3 separate regions of the Zea mays genome follow, and all the other regions are linked to region 3. The links are chromatin contacts, called in public Hi-C maps. All regions are on one chromosome and are shown on one strand. The core of a region is the stretch at or near the end of the contact, and the rest is flanking DNA. Distances in the headings are between cores, read along the strand shown.

Region 1 (3,635 bases), core at 822-3,321, 330 kb after region 3:
TCATTTTTAAACACACTTCTAATTTTGTGGTTTAGTTGTTTAATAACATGATATAATTAATCATGTATATATAGACTCAAAAAAATATATCTATGGACTGACAGCCAATTGCACCCATATATACATGCAATTGTTTTCATGTTTCAATGAAAAATCAAAAATTAATTCGTGTTCGTGCTTCCTGGTTGTAATGTTTCTTTCTTTTTCTTCTTCTTGCAACCTTAATTTCAACTTCTTATAGTTAGAACTTTTCTGTCATGTTCCTCTTATCGGAAACTCTGAATGATGTGGCATGTAAATCCTCAACGTTAACCACGAGAAGTTATTATATTACACCTATTTGAATGCAATTCGTATTTGCAGCACTAAAATTTTATCTTCCAAACATTCAACTTTGATTAAATATACAATACATAATTAGTATTATTCAATATATCTTTGGATCTATTTTCAATAAATTTATTTAAAAATATAAATATCACTAATATTTCTTATAGGACGAGGTCCTTTATACCATCGTCCCTGCTAGCGAGACAGGAGGTCCCAGTGGAGCGGCTAAAGCCGAGGGTCGAGGCACAGGAGAGAGGGAACTAGGCTCTCAAGTAAAAGTACCCGATCGGACTAAACCCGCAAGAGAAGGTGAAGCTGGAGAAGGAGCACATGTGGTTGTTCATGGATGACAGCATCAAGGACCTCGCCAACATTTCCATGGAGTAGATCAACGCCACCGAGCTCACCAAGAACGATGTCGACATCCGGTTCAAGTGTACATCCACTCTGCGCCTGCTGCAATGCTGATTTAATTGTTGCTCTTAACACAGCCATTTGCGATTCAGTTTTTGACAACTCTGATATTTAGTCCTTGATGCACTATTAGATGATTGTGTCGTGGTATTTGAGATATGTGAGCCTCATGATGCAGTATAGTTGCAGGAACCTGCTAACACAGCTTCACTTCTAACTCCCTCTCACTGTATTTCCCTTTCTTTGTAGCTATAGCCTTTTACCAAACTTGTCACTCATTGGAAATTTGGCCTACAACATGAATAACTTGGGTTCAAGTGAGGCCTTGTTCGTTTACGTCGGATTGCACCCGAAATCGTTCCGGCTAATCAAAGTTTATATAAATTAGAGAAGCAATCCGATTAGGAATCGTTCCGACCCACCAATCCGGCATAAACGAACAAGACCTGAAGGAGTAGGTTGTGTGCATGGTCGCTGATTCCAAAAGGGGTTGTGGCGTTGTTTTTGGAGCTGAAACATTTCAGGTTTTCTTTGTGAAGGACGGAAACGACCTGTGTATAGGTTCACATAGATTTTGTTTCTTCCCTCCTCTTTATTAGCAACCTTAGTTTTCAGTTAATATGTTTAAGTAGGTTCTATTTAATTTGTTGTTTGCCCATAAGAAGTTTCATATTTTTTGGAAAAACATATTATATGAATCAGATTTAAACGGATGGATAGAGTTTGTAGATTATGACCATCCTTTACAGAATCATTTGTGATTAGCGATAAAGAAAAGTGTTGGAGTGGATGTCACGTGGAATGAAAAGTTTTCTATTTCAATCTATTAGAATTGCAGTATGCCCTGCATACTAATAGGACACATTTGAAGTATAGTGGAGCTTGTGCAATGAGGTGTTCCAGTGCTACCGCCACCATTTAAAATTTGGAATAATGGATCTATATTTTAATTTTTTTAATTTGTTTCTTCAAAATTTGTTCAGAATAAAGCACCAACTTTTACAGTTTCTAAGTTACATATTTATCATAGTGATGTTTGTTATCCTTTATCTATATTTTACACTAATTTTTAACTTTCGTGGCAACGCATGGGCATATATATCTAGTTTAATATTATTTTTATATCAAGGATTAGCTTTAAGGGTATTTCTGCAAAGTCCCAAGGACCTAGGTGTAAGGATTCTCCATGGCCTGAGGATGGCAGGTTGATTATGCAAAAAGGTAGGGGCTCTTTATCAAAAGTTCAATCTTAGATCAGCGACACTAGTTTAATCCACGAACTTCGGCTTAATCCTATGCGTTCGCTTCAATCCCGATGGCCCAGATTGAATTCGTCATGATCTAATATTATCCATTCAATCCAAATTGGACGGCACCTGGATCTTCTTCCTCCCCCGTCCACAACCGAGCTGGCTCCCATGCTTTCTGTGGCAGCGCTTTCACCGGCTCGACGTCCAACCATTCCCTGGTGAACTAATCACCCTCGTATGAAGCTATATGAAGTAGGCCTCGCGCGAAAAGAGTAGGGACTTCTCACTGACGTTTAAGGCGATGACAACACAGCCCACTGCTCGGTGCAGAACCGTGGCGACGACCCAGTTCCAGTGAGAAATTCCTTGCTATAGGCAGATGTGTCTTATGCGCAAATGAGTGCTATAGGCAGATGTGTCTTCTCACCGTCAGTTGGGGCACGGCGGATCCGCTATAACTTCTGTACTCCGGTGAGAAATCACCACGCGCTGTCGACCTCCCATATCCTGGAAACCCTTTTGCACGATCCTCACAACCCAGCGATGCTCCCAAACCACCCCACCTGTTTTGAATGGCCCCATAGGCGAGATTCCACGGTGGCGGTCATCTTCTCTGTGTTCTCTCTCTCCCTCGGTCCCTCCCTCACGACTTTACTCCGGTGACTTTGAGGTGGCACATATATGGCTCGAGGGTGGCAAGGCTCCCACATATATACTCTAGGGCATCAATGACCGAGACCTCCCAACTAAATGACTGATTTCCTATGGAATGTGATTGGGTACACAAAGTGCTGAAATTTCAGAATGCAGGGAAATCTGTCACTTTATATGGTGATGATGTGCATCAGGTTTCAGCAATTCAGGAAGTATCAGCACTACAAGTGCAAAAATGGGTGACAGGAAATGACATTTGGGCCATGGTCCTAGTGGAGTCTACATCTGATTCTGGTATTCAGACTAATAAAGCTGATATTCAGTTGTTGCTACAGGAGTTTGATGACCTGTTTACTGTCCCCACCCAGTTGCCACCCATGAGACAGTTTGATCACTGCATACCACTAATGCCTGGATCAGTGCCTGTAAACTCTAAGCCTTACAGGTACTCCCCCTTTCACAAAGATGAGATAGAAAGGCAGGTCACTACACTACTGCAGGCTGGTTTGATCACCCCTAGCACCAGTCCTTTTGCTTCACCAGTCCTTCTAGTTAAAAAAAAGATGGACCCTGGCGTTTTTGTGTGGACTATAGGAAGTTAAATGATCTCACTATCAAGAACAGATTTCCGATGCCCCTAGTGGAAGAAATTTTGGAAGAACTAGCGGGTACACAATATTTTACCAGTCTAGATTTCACTGCAGGCTACCATCAGATTCGAATGCAGGAATCTGAGGAATACAAAACAGCTTTCAAAACTCACCAGGGTCATTACCAGTTTGGGGTCATGCCCTTTGGTCTTACCAACGCCCCAGCTACTTTCCAGTGCGCTATGAATTTCATTCTAGCTCCTTTTCTCAGAAAATTCGTAATGGTATTCCTGGATGACATTTTAGTGTATAGTGGTTCTTGGGCTGAGCACTTACACCACTTGAGGCTGGTGTTTGATATACTCAGGGAGCACAAATTTTTTCTGAAGAGATCAAA
Region 2 (3,576 bases), core at 674-3,173, 400 kb after region 3:
AATATTTTGTAGTTTCCATATATACATAATAAATGGCATATTGCCTATTTTTTAAGATATTAAAATACACAAACAACTTTTCTTGATCATTCATATTATGTAGAGTAATTATATTTTGTTTTTTCTCTTATTAATTCACTTGAATACAACAAAAATCTATAATTTGCATAAGTTATACACTAGATGTATCTTATATTATATAAAAACGATAAAAAAAATGGTATCATTACGGCTCGGAAACGAAAAATACGAAAACTAGCTACCGTACGTTTTTAATCGGTTCCCGAACAATTTGAAAACCAATGAGAAAACACGGTATTCAGAAACATTGTAATCTATAGTGCAAATACCCTATTTTTCACGATCTGTTGCGGACAACCTTACTCTATCAATAAAATATGTTTCATTGTAACTTTTTAGGAAATAAAGTACCTACAATCTTATTGATATCCCTGTTATTATAGATATATCATATATTTTGTTCAAAATGTACAAATTTATCAAAACTAATGACCTATATATCTTGATAAGTAACAACCTTCACTAGTACAGAAATTTTAATAAAAGCGGACAAAAGGAGGTGATTGCAACCACCTCCGTTAATCGATGATTAACGAGCGCCTCCTATAATGCGTTAACCGAGGGAGACACTGTAGCGGAGGCTGTCTCGGTTAATTAGTATTAACGGAGGCGGTCGTTTTAAGGCAACCGCAGAGCGGATCAGAACAGTGAACAGCTGCCAACAAAACCCATCCGTTTCAACGGCTGAGGGCTAACCAAATCACAGTCTCTGCTTATTGTTGGTCGATCTATGGCAGACATAGAATTGCTTTCCTGTGCATCTAATCTGCGCAGACGAGCTAAGGTATACTTTCTTTATACAATAAATAACTGGATGATGAACCAGCTAGCTAGCTAGAGAGCAAATAATTAATCACCGTAAACTAAGAAGCACTAATTAAGCCACACCGCCACACTATATCTTGGTCTTTTTTTTTTTTTTGAGAGAGAGTCTTGGCTGCAGTTAGCTACGTACACTGAAGAAGGAGGATTAAGGGGGAAATGAATCTCTCCCATCCTCCCATGATCTCTGTTCACCCAATCAGTCAGCCCTAAAGCCGTAGGAGCTACGCACAAGCCGGCCGTGACCGTCGTAAAGTTCTGCGAGTAGCTATGCAGGTCATACCCGAACCGGACCGCGCTTCGCCTGGGCCGCGCCGCGCGTCTTCTCCAGGAGCACCTCAACCTCGATAGCATCAGCTGCCTCACCGCCGCAGCCGACCGGCTGCTGCCGCCGGTGTACAGCAGGCCGAGTAGAAACGCCATGATCGCCTCACACACCAGTTGCTCCGATCGAGCTATATCTATCTATTTATCTCTCTCTGTGCTGCAGCTAGCTAGCTGTGATCGATCTTGTGCAAAACAAAACCTCCCATATGCTGCGCTTTATAAGCTCCGATGGGGGTCGGACTTGGCCCCTGGGAGACGTCGTCGATCGGTCAGTCAGACGCACCACTAGTGTGGAAGAATTTAAGCTAGAACCAAGCAAACACTACTTAAGGATACACCTCTTCTTCCATAATTAAGCTAGCCTTTTTAGTTGTGAAAGGATTTAAGATACCTAAGAAAAGAAATAAACTAGGCTAATCTAAAATTTATGGTAACAGTTAAGACGTACGTAGAGTTAGTGACGATATAATCTAGATCATTGATTGCTAATTTTTCTCTGTCCGTTTAGGAAGATCATGTGCGCGCACGAACCCGCTCCGGCTCTCCGTCACATGGTTGGCCAGTCTGGAAATTAACATGATGGGCCTCACATTGTCGCTTTCACGGCCCTCTTTCCAAATCCAGGCCCAACTACAACACTTCTCTCTTCTTAGAAGGAACAGATTCATCGAGCCAGCGCAAACCCTAGCCGGCCTCTTCTCCTCGCGCCGCCGCCATGTCGAAGCGCGGTACGTACGCTCCGGTCCCCCATTCGCTTCGGACGATCCGACTCGTTTTTCTGTTCCTTCCCTCGCTTACCGGCGAACTCAGCCCGCTTCTGCGTCGAAATGGATGAACTGCCGCAGGGAGGGGAGGGACGGCGGGGAACAAGTTCCGCATGTCGCTGGGTCTCCCCGTCGCAGCGACCGTGAACTGCGCGGACAATACAGGCGCCAAGAACCTCTACATCATCTCCGTCAAGGGCATCAAGGGTAGGCTCAACCGCCTGCCGTCCGCCTGCGTCGGCGACATGGTCATGGCCACCGTCAAGAAGGGTAAGCCCGACCTCAGGAAGAAGGTCATGCCCGCCGTCATCGTCCGCCAGCGCAAGCTGTGGCGCCGCAAGGACGGAGTCTACATGTACTTCGAAGGTAACTGTCGCCACTTTCCCTAGTACTACAACGCCGGACCTCGATGTACACAACCCAGTCCGTTTTGGTGTATTGCTTGACGCTATGCGTCTGTTTTGTCATCTAGCTTGTAGTGTTGCTGTTGCTTGTAGCGTATTGCGTTGTCCGACGCTGACCATGTGTTTGAATCTCTGCCTTAATCCTATTTAGAACGTATTTATGCAAATCTCATCTTCTATCCCAGTTTTCCATCAGTAACAGCAGTGAAAGTCAGTTAGTTGCTACATAGATTCAATCACTGTGTTGTAAACATGTTCGCGACAACACATTATTTGCCAATACTAGTCTTTCAAGCTAGCTTGCTAAGCATTTTAACTTTCAAAATATTTAACTATAGGCGATTCCCAACTTACAGGGTGAACTTTAGGGCTTATGACATGGGGCTGTATTCTTTTTCTTTGCTAGCTGTTAACAATTATCTTTGCCAAATTTTAGGACCGATTTTTCCCCTTGCACATTAATCAAGTAACTTACAAGGGGAACAATCAGTTAATATTTTTTCCACAAATACCATATTTACAAGGCTTCTGAGTAGCACCCCAAGTCTCGGGCTCGATTCCCCTCGCGGGCGAATTTTCGGGCTTGGTTAAAAAAGAATCCCTCGTTCTGCCTCATCCGCTCTCAGGTTAGATGTCCTGTGCTCTACCCTCCGGCTGGCCCATTGTAGAGTGGCCGGTTGATGTCGGTCCGTTAGTGATGGGAGGCCAGGGTTCGGGGATTTTCTCGGCTCGGACCATTGTTTCGGTCTCTTCTTAATATTATACCGGGAGGACGGTCATTTCCTCTCTGGCTGAGTTTTTTTAGTTTGCCATGTAGCCTCACATATCTGTCATGCTCCCCTTGTTCCATTCCTTTTCTTCTAGCATCTAGTTGCCATCACATTCTCTTTGCTTTCATGTCATAGTATATGTATAGTAACTGACAGGACTCTTAGGTTCTTTAGCTTTATATGGAGCAAACTTGCCATCTTAGCATATTCTTAAGAAAACGTCATAAAAGGAGCTTCTTTGGTGTTGAGGATTTCTTTGCCAGGATTTCTCCATCTAGAAGTGGTCTCCTATTCTAGGTAGTGGCGTTGCTTCCATGAAATTTTGGGACTGGCCATGAGACATATATGATATATTTAGTATATGTTCCACTTGATGATGCTTCTTCATTGGATAACGATTCCCTCCAG
Region 3 (3,597 bases), core at 296-2,795:
AGAAGAGCGCCAGCCGCGTGAGTTGCTTGAGGTTGCCGAACGTGCTGGGTATGGGTCCGATGAGCGAGTTGACAGATAAATCCAGTTCAACCAGGTTCACCAACCTGCCGAGCTCCGACGGGATCTCGCCGGTGAGGTTGTTGCTGAAGAGATACAAGAATCGGATCTTCGTCACCTTGCCGAGCTCCGGTGGGATTTTGCCCCTTAGCGAGTTGGTCTGCACTTGGAACGATATGAGCTCCGGCCAGCTCATGAACAGCTGTCCTGGGATCTCGCCGGTGAGGTTGTTGGACGATATGCCGAACTCCCGCATCCTCTGCATCCCAGCGAATGACGCCGGCAAGCTCCCATAGAGCTGGTTAATTGAGAGATCGAGGAAGTCGAGGTTGCTCAGACCGCCGAGCTCCGGCGGCAGAGTGGAGACCAGACTGGCGTTCTTCACGTCGAGTTGTTGCAGCATCTTGAGCTGGCCAAGAACCGGCGGGAGCGCCCCGCCGAGTGGGTTGCTGCCGAGCTCAAGGACCCTCAGCTGCGACATGGACCCGAGGAAGTCGGGAACGCCGCCAGTAAGGTTGTTGCCGCCAAGGTGCAGGTCTCTGAGCCTCGTCAGCCTCGCGAGCGACGCTGGGATCCGGCCGGAGAACGCGTTGGCTGACAGGTTGAGCCACCGCAGGTTCGGCAGCCGCTCCGGAAGCGCGTCCGGGATTGGACCGGAGAAGCCGTTCTGCGATAGGTCGAGGTAGGTGACGTTCCCGCTCCTGAGCACGAACTCCGGGAAGCTGCCGTTGATGTAGTTGACAGAGAGCGAGAGGAACTCCACCGTGGGCATCGGTGAGAACGGGACGCTAGTCAGGTAGTTGGACCCCAGGTCCATCTGGACGATCTTTGGCAGTTTACTCAGCTGGTTCGGGATTGCGCCGGCCAGGTTGTTGTTGAAGAGCCGGAGTTCGACGAGGCCCGAGAGGTCGCCGAGCTGCGGCGGGATGGTGCCGTTGAGCCCGTTGCTGCCCAGGTCGAGCGTGGCCAGAGTGCGCAGTTGCGAGAGCGACGGAGGGATGGCGCCGGCCAGGTTGTTGTCCTTGAGGTCGAGGGAAGTGAGGCTCGGGAACGCGGCCGGGTCGAGCGCATCCAGGCCGCCGGTGAGGCCGAGCCCGCGCAGACGGAGCGACACAACGCGGCCGGCAGCGTCGCAGGCGACCCCACGCCAGGTGGTGCAGATGGATACCTGGGTGGCGTTCGTCCACGTGGATAGCATCGCCGGGTCGCCCAGGCTCGATTTCCACGCCAGCAGGGCCTCAGCCGGCGATGGTGGCGCCGCAGCATTGGCAGAGACGGCAGCGAGGGCAAGGATGGCGAAGAGTAGGGACGCGAGGAGGAAGCGGGCGGGGGCGGATGGCGGCGTCGGCATTGGCAGGGTGTCAGAGCGGAGCGCTGCGTGCCCGTTCGTGCGGGCAGGGGCGGCCGTGCGGGCTGGCGGTGAGCGCGTGGTGGTCACTGGTCAGTGGTCTTGACTCTTTGAGGTCGCGGGCTCGCGGCGCGCGCAGCTGGGTCGCGGTCAATGCCGTGGGTTGACTTGGGATGCGAGCACACGGCTGGGAAGCGGAGTGAACAGGAAAAGGGGCAGCGGCGCACTTCCGCACTTGGATTTGGTTCACACGACGCCGGTTCTAATAATCCCGATTAAAAATGTTCCAATTTTTTTATAAAAACGCTCAAAAGAATGTTTTAGATCGAATATTTATCTAGAAAAATGAGTATACTATTATAAAAGATTAATAGTTTGTTACAAATGACAATAAGAAACGAGATTGCATGGAAACCAATTTGGCTCTATTGACATGAAAGATTTTGATGTCCTAAAATCCACTTGTCGCGGGAAATTATGGGCCTATTTGACACGGCTCCGACTCCTTCAAAAATAACTTTGGCTCTAGCTTCTCTTAAAGAGGAGCTTCGCTATAGAAGCTAGTGCTTTTCTTAGCACGAGACAAAGGCAGTGAGGAGCCACAAAAGCCATTTTTTTGCTCCGTCTTCTCTCTATAAAAATGACTATGTCTCCTCATGGCTCATTGTTGTGAGATCTTTTTTTAGATCGTTTGAGAGGACTCCTACAAGAGACGGAGTCGGAGCCGGTTTGGGAGGCCTCCCAATCTTGTCATGCGACAAAGAAGATAAATAGGTTGAAATTTGACCATCTCGTCTTATTAAAAAATATTTATAATTATTATTAATTTTTATCATGATATCGTTTAGCATATAATATACTTTAAAATAATTTAAGTATGGTTTTAATTTTTAATTTTTTATTTGCAAAAAAAGTTGAATAAGACGAATCGGTCAAACTTGGTAAAAATGTGAGACGAATGAAGTAATTCTCTAGATAGTTATACTAAATTGATTAGATTTTTTAGAGAGCCAACATGTCTAAAAAAACATACTCTATTTTTTCTACTATTTTAAGTTTGACTTAAACCAAATTTAGAATAGTTTTACGGTGGCCATACTTTCTAAAACTTTAAAAATAGATTAATTTGGCTCATTTATGTAGTCTAAATTTTTCATGAGAACAACTAAACTTTAGCTACTTCTTTGGGTCCATATGTTTAGGGCAATAAGAGCATCTCCAACAAGGTGACTTAAAATAGTGCCCCCAAAAATCAAAATACTACATCATTTAAAGTTTTTAGGACACTAAAAACAAATTGCGCTCAAACAATTAAGCTCTAAATCATATATTTTAGGAAGTAAATTATGTTATTAGGAAAGAAAATAATGTAGAAAACAAGGATAGAGCACTACTCTGGGGCGTAGTATATTTAGGTCACTTCATGGTGTGCTCTATATTTTTTAGATAAAATTTTGTAAAATATGACACTGTTGGAGCTTTTTTTTATTTGAGCCCTATATTTTTAAATATGGAACTAATTTAAGACACTCTTGATATGCTTTAAGAGCTAAAATAATTTAAAATTAATATCTAAACTTTAGATTGAGGTGAAGGCATACTTGAAGCAGATGTTCCTTAACATGGGAGATTATACTCATGGATGCATCGTGGTATCTTATTCACTCAATGTGCCTCATCCACTAGAATGTATAACATCTTTGTTTTTGGATACTATCGTTTGCATTACACAACTTTGTAATCCTCTCAACTCAGAGATAGTTGTTGGTGTATAACTGACCACCACAGGAACTATAGTGGATCCCTAAGAATTATGAAGAGTCAGGGCCCAGCCACTTCCCTCGAGCAGTTGGCTGAGAGGGACTCTACAATTCCTCCGTGAAAGTCGCCTAGAGGGGGGGTGAATAGGGCAAAACTGAAATTTACAAACTTAATCACAACTACAAGCCGGGTTAGCGTTAGAAATATAATCGAGTCCGAGAGAGAGGGTGCAAAACAAATCGCAAGCGAATAAAGAGTATGACACGCGGATTTGTTTTACCGAGGTTCGGTTTTCGCAAACCTACTCCCCGTTGAGGTGGTCACAAAGACCGGGTCTCTTTCAACCTTTTCCCTCTCTCAAACGGTCCCTCGGACCGAGTGAGCTTCTTCTTCTCAATCAAACAGGAACAAACTTCCCCGCAAGGACCACC

The links. Hi-C and Micro-C count contacts between places; a contact is called where the count stands out from the background.
Region 1: a Hi-C map of bundle sheath shows a contact between it and region 3, with 2.4 times the contacts expected there. The contact joins the enhancer-like site here to the promoter of LOC103626181 in region 3. A contact is called at or near these places in 2 of 25 Hi-C or Micro-C datasets (bundle sheath and tassel).
Region 2: a contact with region 3 is called in a Hi-C map of tassel, with 2.9 times the contacts expected there. The contact joins the promoter of LOC100272919 here to the promoter of LOC103626181 in region 3. A contact is called at or near these places in 2 of 25 Hi-C or Micro-C datasets (ear and tassel).

The regions. Positions count from the first base shown.
Region 1 is chr5:31,840,525-31,844,159 of Zm-B73-REFERENCE-NAM-5.0, forward strand. LOC103626186 (a long non-coding RNA gene) reads left to right here. Exons shown (of 2, transcript XR_552754.4): 2 at 498-1,061. Among protein-coding and RNA genes, the nearest start is that of LOC103626186, 3.4 kb to the left of the region's middle. Within about 2 kb of position 2,072, at least 8 of the 20 cell types and tissues checked have an H3K27ac peak or open chromatin away from gene starts, as enhancers often do. A contact at or near this core is called in bundle sheath, where this site is marked.
Region 2 is chr5:31,909,581-31,913,156 of Zm-B73-REFERENCE-NAM-5.0, forward strand. LOC100272919 (60S ribosomal protein L23-like) reads left to right here and starts at 1,924. Exons shown (of 4, transcript NM_001147371.1): 1 at 1,924-1,958; 2 at 2,076-2,360. The coding sequence starts at 1,946.
Region 3 is chr5:31,514,580-31,518,176 of Zm-B73-REFERENCE-NAM-5.0, forward strand. LOC103626181 (MDIS1-interacting receptor like kinase 2) reads right to left here and starts at 1,546. Exons shown (of 2, transcript XM_008646574.3): 1 at 1-1,546. The coding sequence starts at 1,408.